2 separate regions of the Podarcis muralis genome follow, and region 2 is linked to region 1. The links are chromatin contacts, called in public Hi-C maps. All regions are on one chromosome and are shown on one strand. Each heading gives the region's core, a stretch centred on a gene start, on an enhancer-like site or on the middle of the called end of the contact. The rest is flanking DNA. Distances are from core to core; before and after follow the strand shown. Region 1 holds the start of GGA2 (golgi associated, gamma adaptin ear containing, ARF binding protein 2). Region 2 holds the start of TNRC6A (trinucleotide repeat containing adaptor 6A).

Region 1 (4,964 bases), core at 581-3,080:
GGAGAGTATACAGCATTTAGGCTGCAGTCCTAGAACTACTCACCTGGGACTAAACCTATTGAACTCAACAGGACTTACTTCTGAGTAGACATATATAGGATTGCACAGTTAACAAATGAATGGCCAGGTTCTTTAATTAGGAAGGGAAATCCAGGTGTAAAGAGGATGAGGTGTAAAGAGGATGGAGAATGTTCTTTCCACCAGTTCTCTCCAGCAGCATTTTGAAATACTTTCTACTGTATTGGCAAATTGACTGATAAATATACAGGCGTTGATCAGATGCATTTTCATGCCTGGCAGTAAAACGTCAGATTGCATCAGATTACTGCTGGCTCAAATCAGAAAACAGAAAAAATTACAGGGTTTTTTTTCCTTGCGTCAGAGAAAGCTTTTTATAGAGTGAGAAAATAATCTTTTTTTCTGTAATGAAGGCATTTGATTTAGGGAAGCATTTATACAACAGACAGCCCTGAAGCCAGAATTAGCTGGGAATGTGTACTCTTGTTTTTATATATATATAAAAGTAGGCAAAATACTTCTCCTGGGAGTTACTCTTATTTGCAGAAACTAGTCAGAGGCAGCAATGCACGTGAATGCCAGTTGCTGGAAGCCACAGGAGGGGAAAGTGCCCTTGTGCCCAGGCTTGCTTGCTTTGCTAGCTTCCCATGGGCATCTTGTTGGTAACTGGGAGAACAGGATGCCAGCCCAGATGGGCTTTGGGGCAGATTCCAAAAAGGCTCTTCATATGTCTTTAACTTTGAGCAAGAGCAGTAAGAAATTGCCCATGAATAAAAGCAGTGAGGATAATGGGCCAATAAAAAAAAAACCTTACTTTATTTATTTATTTTATTTATTTATTTATTTATGAATTTATAATCCACACTTTCAGGGAGGGGAAAAACACAGCAAGGTGGAGTACAACATATAAAGTTATAAAAATCAACAAATGGCCATAAAAACCTGGTTAAAATTTATCAGTGAATATCAATAGACACTGACTGATTAAAACAAAACATCATTTTGTAAAGGCCTGTCTGAATAAAAAAAAAAGTTTTAAAAAGAAGGGAGAATGATGTAGTATTTAAGCCTGACTAAGCCCACCTGAGTCAAGAGTGGAGATCGAATAAAAAAAAATTATGGCAAAATATCAGGTTATTAAGTCCAGGAGGCAAGAAGTACCTCAAACATGACGAAACTAGAAGATCCCCAAATTATCTGCCCTCAAATGAAAAAGAGAGAGAGAGAGACGGCAACATTGAATGAAAGGAATATCCAAACAGCTTTGACGGGGGGGGGGGGGGGAATCGGAAGGCAAAACTGTTGCCTTTCAGGGTCCCCCAGTCTGGGTTGAAAAAACACGCAGCCACTTTGACTCCGTCTTGCCGAAGGGGGCCAGTTTAAGCCGCCTGGTGCAAAACCGCTTCCGAGTTGCACCGTTTGACGCTTCAGGTGGTTTGCAAGAAAAGCTCCCAGGGGAGAGCGCTTTCCAAGACACCCCCTCCAGGCTCATATGCCAGATTTGGGAGCGAAGGGCCGGCCCGGCAGGGTGGGGTGTCCTTTCTTCCTCCACCCGCGTCTCAGGAGCCAAGGAGCCAAGCTCCGCGCAACTCAGCCCGGAGAGGCGCCCAGCCAGGCGCCGTAGCCTCTGAGCGCGTGCAGAGCGCCCTCCCTCTCCTCCCCACACTCACGCAGCAGCAGCTCCAGCGTGCCCGGAGGAGCCGCCCGCGCCATGGCCTGCCTCCCTCTTCCTCGGCCGGGCAGAAAATTGGCCCGGCACGCCCAGCCCCGGGTGGGACGACCCTCCGGCGCCCAGACCCCGCCTCGGCGCCCGCCCGGGGCGGGGAGAGGCAGCCGGAGCGCCGCCCCCGCGCCCGGCGCTGGGCAGCAACAGGCCTGGCACTGAAGCCCCGCCAGGGAAAAGCACACCAGCAGCCGCCGCGAGGGGCCGGGCAGCCGCCCAGAGCAGCCTCTCCCCGGGGGCTCCGCGCCTTGGCCAGCTCGGCCAGGGGCAAAACATTGGCGGGGGTGGGGGCAAGGGGCGCATAAGGGGAGAGAGGACAGCGGGCAGATAGATTTATACATCGCTTTAAAAGAAAACAGCTTAAAGTGGTTTACAAGGGGGGGGACAACAAAATTATCAGTAAGAAAAATGAACAGCAATAATGTAAAACTTTCGAGAAGTTAAAATGATAGACTCAAAATGGATTAGTGTTCACATCAGGTTGGAAAAGCACAATTAAAAACCAAAGCCTCCAGCCCACAAGAAAAATAACGATAATCCGTATTACAGCAAAGTTCTTGTTGGGCTGGAAGTGGGGAAAAGTTTGCCCACTCCTTTGCAACATTTGGGTTGGCCTAATGGAGGTGATGCTCTTCTAAGGATTTGGATTTTTTTGGTTTTTGGAAACGTTTGCCTTTAGCTCAGTGGTTCCTAAGCTATTTTGGACCTCTTGGTCGCATAAACCCATCCTCAGACCCTCTGCCCTATGAAAAGCATTACTATAGTCAGAATAGTGGTTATCACCACCCCGAGGAAGATAATAATGCAATACAATTCAAACTTAATAGATTGCACATTTTATTAACAATTACCTTAAATGCACATTTATGCAAAACCCAATTAAACTCTGTAGTTTGAGTGATTCCACAAAACTGAGGAACTTGATCAAGTGATACCTGCTTTTCAAAGTCAGATAGTGATTGACACCCCAAAGCCCAGTGCCTCACTTAGCTGGGCTGCCCTAATCTAGAGAGAACTGGAAGACCCCAGTCAGAAGAGAAAAGTGGGCTGAAATAGAGAAGTATCAAAGACAATGGCCAAATCTATTAAAGATAAAGGGGGGAGTGATTTAGCATACTGTTCCTCTCCCCACCCCCAACATGACTGGCCTTAGGACCCTGCCTGGGTCAGCTTATCTATTGTTTGTTTTGTGCCCTATTCTTCAGCCAAAAAGGCCTGACAGTCCCTACCCTCAGGTCTACAATCTTGAGAGAGATGACACGACACACAAGGAGAAAGGGACAAAGTCAAAACTCAGGCATCCATTGCTAGACAGTTGTTCCTGTAATGACCAGCTGGCCCAGTTTAGGGACAGGAGGTTCCTCATGGAGCTGGGCATTTAGCAAAGCTGATTTGGTGAGCCTTGCTGCCCATCTCTCTTGCACTGAGGGAGTCTGCCAGAATGGCTGCCCCCAGGTGACAGCAGAGGGGAGAGGAGGCCTGGTGGGAGCTGCCACAGCAGATCTGATAGACTGAGCTCTGCTTCCCCGGCCCCCCACTGCTTGCTTACCTTCCAAGCCAGCCTGTAGCCACACCTGACTTGGAAGAGTCACCTTCCTTCACCACAAAGGGTCGCAGGCTAAGCCATTCAAGGTTGCTCATATAGGGATGTCTGAGGAGGGCACCACCCTTGTTCTGGAAAGACATCCCAAAATGGTGCTCAGAGGGGCATAGACCTTTGGAGGCCCTATGCCATGAAAAGATTTTGGTGCCCCCACATATATCTACAGTGGTGCCTCGCAAGACAAAATTAATTCGTTCCACGAGTTTTTCCGTCTTGCAAAGCACGGTGTTGGAAAAGTTTTGGAAAAGCTTCAAAAATCACCAAAGTCTTCAAAAACCTCAAAAAAGGCTACCACACCGCGTGCTATGAGTTGCTCCTCGAAGTCAAGTCGCAACTGTATTAACGGTGTTAAGAAAAAGGAAACAAACTTGCAAGACGTTTCCGTCTTGCGAAGCAAGACTATAGGGAAAATCGTCTTGCGAAGCAGCTCAAAAAACAAAAAACCCTTTCGTCTTGCGAGTTTTCCGTCTTGCGAGGCATTCGTCTTGCGAGGTACCACTGTAATTCAAAATATAAACAATAATAAACTGTAAAATAATGAAATGAAACGAAAACTACAGTAAGATGGAAAGTAATGTTTATTTTTGCATAGTTGTAGAAATGATGTTTGTGTTCAGCTGCACCATATGGTCCAAGGGGAAATTCCTTCTCTTGATGCCCTAAACCCATACTTATTTTGCTTAATGCTTAATCCAGCCCTGGGCAGAGAGACTAGGCTGAGCACAGGAGATGCTGTTACACCCAGCAGGACCACGCATCTCTGCGGATTTATGGCTGATGGTGCAAACGTCACATTAAAGATTCATATTGATTTTCAATTGTATTTTATTGCTCCTTTTCACAGAACCAGAGAATTGTAGAGTTGGGAAAGTCCCCAAGGGTCATCTAGTCCAACCTACTGCAATTAATTATCTCTGAGACTGTAATGCAGTAAAAATACCCTTTGAATTCTATGGAACTGGACCCTTGGAGCTTACTCTCCTGAGGCTTCCAAGGTTGACGCTGCTCCCCAGCCCCGGAGGAATGCCCAGCTGCGAGGCCACGTGGAAAACAGTCACAACGGCACTTTGACCTCCAGCCAGTGTTTTTGCTTTTTTTATTAATGCCACGGCAGACTCAACTAGAACCGGAAATCCCCTTAGGGTCTCAGTGCCAATGCCAGGCTGCCAACCCCAGAGCACTTTTAAAAAGAGAGAGAGAGAAGTGGTCAAGTCCGTGGCTGTGGGATGCTCTGCAGTCCACAGGAAGGTGTTTGAGCTTCGTGGAAGGCTTGACATGCAAGCTCTATTGAAAGTTCGGTTGGCTGTTTTGCTTCAACAGATCAGCTGCAAAGGGCTCTCTGGATCCGTGCACTAGCCTCTCTGGGCCCCAAGGAGACGATCATCTCAGCAACGCTGGGTCCTTCCTGAAATGGACAGGGAGGTTACTCCAGAAAGGGAGGGGGAGCCCTTGCCAACCAGGAAGGAACACCTCCCTACTTGAAAACAAGAGCTCCTGAAGCTTTGTGGAAGCTAGAGTCTGAGAGGCCTCCATTACAGCTTCCCTCTTCCATATTCCTACCACAATTCCATTGACGGAGTGCTCTACAACTTTTCTAGCTGCAGTACCACCACCCCTCCT
Region 2 (4,860 bases), core at 2,080-4,579, 170 kb after region 1:
AAAAAAAGTTAATAGGTGTATTTGTTTTCAAAAAAATCAGAATGTAATTAAAATCAGTAGTTAAGCTAAAATTACTAAATAAAACACAGGTCAACTTTTAACATATTTGGATAAGAATCCCTAATCAAAAGTGCTTTTAGTTTCTATTTAACGAAATGTATATACCACTTAAGCAGTTTACAAAACTACTAAGCAGTCTACAATAAATATTTAAATCCTAAATAAAAAGTTAAAAACAAAGACATATCAAAATAATTAAAAGCAAAAGAAACTAAAATACATCAACATCTACATAACTGGATAGGCTTACATATGCAGAAATGCTTTAAGCAGACGCCAAAACGGGTACAGTGAAGGCACCTGCTTGATATCAATAGGCAGGGAGTTCCAAAGTGTAGGTGCTGCCACACTAAAAGATCAGTTCCTTACAAGTGCAGAAAGAATACTATCTGACATATACGCGTAATGCAAGAAAACAGAAAGCACTTGAGCAGGTACTTTGCAGGGTTTTGATCTGAGTGACCTGGGTTTGCAGTGCGCTGCTCATTCTCAATTGCCTAGCTGCACTATGGGAATAGTGGGCTACCTCTTTGCAAAGATAAAGGAGGAGCACAAAAGTACTGAAAAATAATTTGGTCAGATATTTACCCCCCCCCCCATTCCCACTCCAAACTCTTAAGCTAATTCCAAAGTTTCTATTACTACTGTAGTAATGGGAAGTTTCAAATTTCCCTGGCTATTAGCAAGCAGCTACTTCTCACACTCCTTAATACAGCACATAGAAAGGAACAAATGTTTATTTCACAAGATGCGGCTTGTGTTGAGTTCAAGGCCAGCGATGATTTCCAGCCAATAAAAATCCATCTGGCTAGGCAAGGATGAAAAACACACACAGCAAACAAACCCTGCATTCATTTTTGCTCTTGCTTGCTTCTGGCAACAGTTTAAATGTAGCAAAAGAAAATATGTTCAGCAAGATATTTAAAGGAGTGGAGGACGCCGCTTCACAAAGGACCCCTCTGCTCAATTACTTTTTATAAGGAAGCTTCACCACATTTCTTTAAAACAAATCACGCAAACTGTCAATTGTCTAAGCGCCCAATTCCTACATGCCCTTCAGTTCGTTCTCTGCCCTTTTATTTCTGACTTACCTGCTTAGTTTTCTTTCGACTTCTTTGGTAGCTTTAGCTTCCAACACTCTGAAAAAGAACACACATATCCCCAATCAAGAAAACAAGCCCAGGCAGTAACAAATCAGAAGTACAAATGCAGGCATACTTGTCTGACCAATGATTTAAAGGATTGTTTTATTGTGCACAGTTAAATGAGAAATGAATATGCAATGAATAAAAATACACATATGCACTAGCTGATTGAGAAAAGCAGTGAACACGAACACACACGTTGGTGCAGGAGAAGCAAGAGTTCAGCAGCTGAAAACCCTCATCAGTCCCGTTCTGAGCACAACATGTATTTCTGGCACCAACAGGAAGACAGCCATGTCAACCGCTTGCAAGAAAACCCAAGGAAGGAGCTTTGTGGCACCTTCAAAATCGACACATTTAAAACTGCTGTTGTAGGCAACGACCCATTTAATCAGATGAACTAATGTGAAGGTGCAGGTGAAAGATAACTGAGGCCAGCAAAAGCAGCTAACAGGATAGACTCAGATAGCACCAGAGACAAAGCTGGAATGCACTGAGAAGCCCTGTCCCAAAGAAGCTAGAACTATACAGCTCAGCACCAGCTTGTAAGATTAGCAAACAGAAAGTATATTAATAATATAGCTTCAGAACAGAAATTGCTATTGCCTGATGTGCTCCACAAGAACATTCACTGCATGTAAGGTACACCATACTTGCAACACTCTGCCCTAGGTGGGACTGAGGCCTAGGCACCAAACATGGAACCACAACATTAAGTGCTCTCAATATGTCCAAAACAGATTCGAATCTATGGCTGAGTTGGAAACATGCTCTGGGCTCAGAGCAAAGGAATTATAGGAGGTGGGTTAATGGTTCGGCCAGATTCTACCTGCAACAGAACATGGTGACATATGTACTTGTATCAGCTGTTTTGCTAAAGACGCAGCTGCTACTGTATACAAATGTGTGCCCAACAAATGGATGGGGTGGTATTTTCATACCTCACCAGTGTCCATTCAATTAAAATAAAAAGGAGGGGGGGTGTTTCAGAACTTAAGTGAATGGTGCTGGCAGCTAAAGAGGTAAAAGCTCAGCAACTTGTACTCTATTGAGGCCCTTCAACGCTGCTCACCCTGCAGGGATCTACAGAGGGCATCCTAAGGGTACAGCCACTGTCAGGCCAACAGGGTGGCACAGACTTTTATGCTATTTATTACAACAGGGGCACCCCTCCTCTCCATCTAAGAATGCACCCTAGGGAGCTCGACTGAAAGCACCTCCTCTGCCCATGCACCCCTTTAGTTCTACTTAGATGCTATTTTTTGGGTGGGGAAGACATCCTTTCCTTCCATCTGGGCAAATCTGGGGCGAGCAGGCTGCACCCCAGCCTCATTGCAAGTATTTCTCATTTGGCATAAGGGCCCCCACCGCCTCCTGTCTGCAATGAGCGCAGGATGGGTGGACGGCTGCCTGCGCTGCACTCCTTCTCCTCTCGCGCCATCCTCCGCTGCGGGGAGGGGGGGGCGAGCGAAATTTCCGCTTCCTCGCAGGGGCCCCCTTTCACGCTTTCTTGCATTTGCAGCTGAAGTAAACAGAAGAGGAGGAGACTCTCTCATTCTCTTTTCCCCACTCTCTCTTCCCTCTCCTTCCCCCGGGCGCCATGCACCGCTTTGCAGCCTCCCCGGGGCAAGGGCGCACGCAAAGCGCGGGCACGGGGCGGCGGCGGGGCGCGCGTTTCTCTCTCTCTCGGGCAGCTCCGTGCAAGGCGGAGCGCTGGCGCAGCAGCAAAATGGGGGGGCAGGCCCGGCCCTCGCGCGCCATGTTTAGTGAGGGGCTTTTTTTTTTTTTTAAGGTGCTGGGGAGATATATATGAGAGGAAAATTTTGTCCCGGCTGCACCTTATCCTGCAAACGACACCCCCCCTAACCCGGACCACGGCGCCCCCTCCTCACCGCATGTGCTTTGGGGGGGGGCGGCGGGGGTGTCGCCTGCTCCGCCTCTTATTCCCGGCGCCCCGGCCTGGGGGTCCCCGGCAGGGTGGCCTCGGCTGCCTCCTGCTGCTGCTGCTGCTTCTCCACCCGGGTCGGCCGCCTCCGCCTCCGCCTCTTCTTCTTCTCCCCCCTCCCAGCCGCCGCCATTTCCAGCCTCCCTCACGGAGGAGACTCCCCAGCAGCCCCGTCGCCGCCACGCCCCGGAAGCGGACGCCCCGCCTCCCCCCGCCGGTGGGAAGCACTTCCGGGGGGGCTCCCGTCGCCGCCAACATGGCGCCCTAGCAACGAGCGGGAGAGGGAGAGGGGAGGGAGGTCGAATTGGCGCGACGGATCCGCCGTGGAACGAAGCGTTAGGAAAAAATGTGGTGGAAGAAGGGGCAAAAGAGTCCCCTCCGTGGATGTAGGGATGCGGCTTATTCATCAGCTCAGTTGCTGCATTTATTATAGCCCGCCTCTTTTCCTCTAAGGAGCGCTAGGTGGCGCACACGCTCCCCCTCCCCGCACTCCATTTTATCCACACAGCGACCCTGCGAGGTAGGCTTGGGTCCATCTCGCTCAATATTGCCCACACCAGGCACGTCCAGCGGGTAGATCGTGATCTACCAGTAAATCACCGGACGTCTGTGGTAGATCACTGGCTCCCCCCAAAGAAGCTCAACAACTTTGGCTCCCCTAAAAAAAAGCGCAACATTTTAGCCCTTCACCTCCAAAAAGCGGGGCTTCCCTCCTTCCTAAAAAAAGCGCTCAACAACCTTGACCTGAACTCCCCAAAAGATCACTGGCAGTTTTTAACTCTGTGAGTAGATCGCAGTGTCTTGGGTGTTGGCCACCCGTGGCCTAGACGGACCGGCAGAGACTCTCCAGGGTTTTAGGCAGGAATCTTTCTCCCAGCCCTAACTGGCGATGCCTTGGGAGACAGAGCCAGAGACCTGCATGCAAAGCATGTGCTCTACCTGTGAGCAATGGCCCTTCCCTGGTAATGTGGCCTTCCTGCCATCTCCCACAGATGTCCCTTTAACGCCACCCCACCCCACCCTCCGCAGCTTGTGGCTGTGCCTTCAGTATTTCACTTTTTATAACCTCCCTCTTTAATGTCTATCCATGGCATCCTACCCAACTGTTGCTTGAGCTGTGTGAACTTGGCCTTCCATGGTGTACACTTGACTATGTCTTTTTATCACAAATCCCAAGATGACACAGTCACTTTCCCTCGAGATTCCTGCCACTTCCACTCCTTCGATCAGTTCTTCCCTGTTGGTCAAGATTAGGTCAAGGGTAGCAACTCCCCTCCCCCCCCCCTCCTTCACCAAGAGAATATGAGATGGCACCTCTAGATGTTAAGTTGACTCTCTGCTGCCTGCCCCATTAATGAGCTACTCTTACCCATAAGCCTGCCAGAGATATGGCATATTATCAGCAATTCCCTCATGTCCCTCTGATGCTTTGCTTCTAACAACTTAAGGAGTTCTAGGAAAGCAAATTTCTTTGTGGATGTTTTTCGTGCTATTCAGAAATACAATTTATGATCTGAGCAATTACAACTGTTCAGTGTCGTTATTTATATCAGCCTTCATGATCCTGATGTCCTCCAGATGTTTTAGACTACAACTCATGTCAGCTCCAGCCAGTCTCAGAATGTGTTTTAGTCCTGCAGCTGTCCTGTGAAAGTTATGAGGTTGGGCTATGAGAGACAGGGGGAGAAATAGAGAAACTATTTTGCTCAA

What was found. A called contact is a pair of places that touch in the nucleus more often than the background predicts.
Region 2: a Hi-C map of tail shows a contact between it and region 1, with 2.2 times the contacts expected there. The contact joins the promoter of TNRC6A here to the promoter of GGA2 in region 1. A contact is called at or near these places in 2 of 3 Hi-C or Micro-C datasets (blood and tail).

Annotation. Positions count from the first base shown.
Region 1 is chr14:31,186,458-31,191,421 of rPodMur119.hap1.1, forward strand. It overlaps GGA2 (golgi associated, gamma adaptin ear containing, ARF binding protein 2), which reads right to left and starts at 1,831. Exons shown (of 12, transcript XM_077919160.1): 1 at 1,689-1,831. The coding sequence starts at 1,731. EARS2 (glutamyl-tRNA synthetase 2, mitochondrial) reads right to left here. Exons shown (of 9, transcript XM_028706552.2): 9 at 3,905-4,749. The coding sequence ends at 4,666.
Region 2 is chr14:31,359,213-31,364,072 of rPodMur119.hap1.1, forward strand. TNRC6A (trinucleotide repeat containing adaptor 6A) reads right to left here and starts at 3,330. Exons shown (of 23, transcript XM_077919168.1): 1 at 3,098-3,330; 2 at 1,152-1,199. The coding sequence starts at 3,102.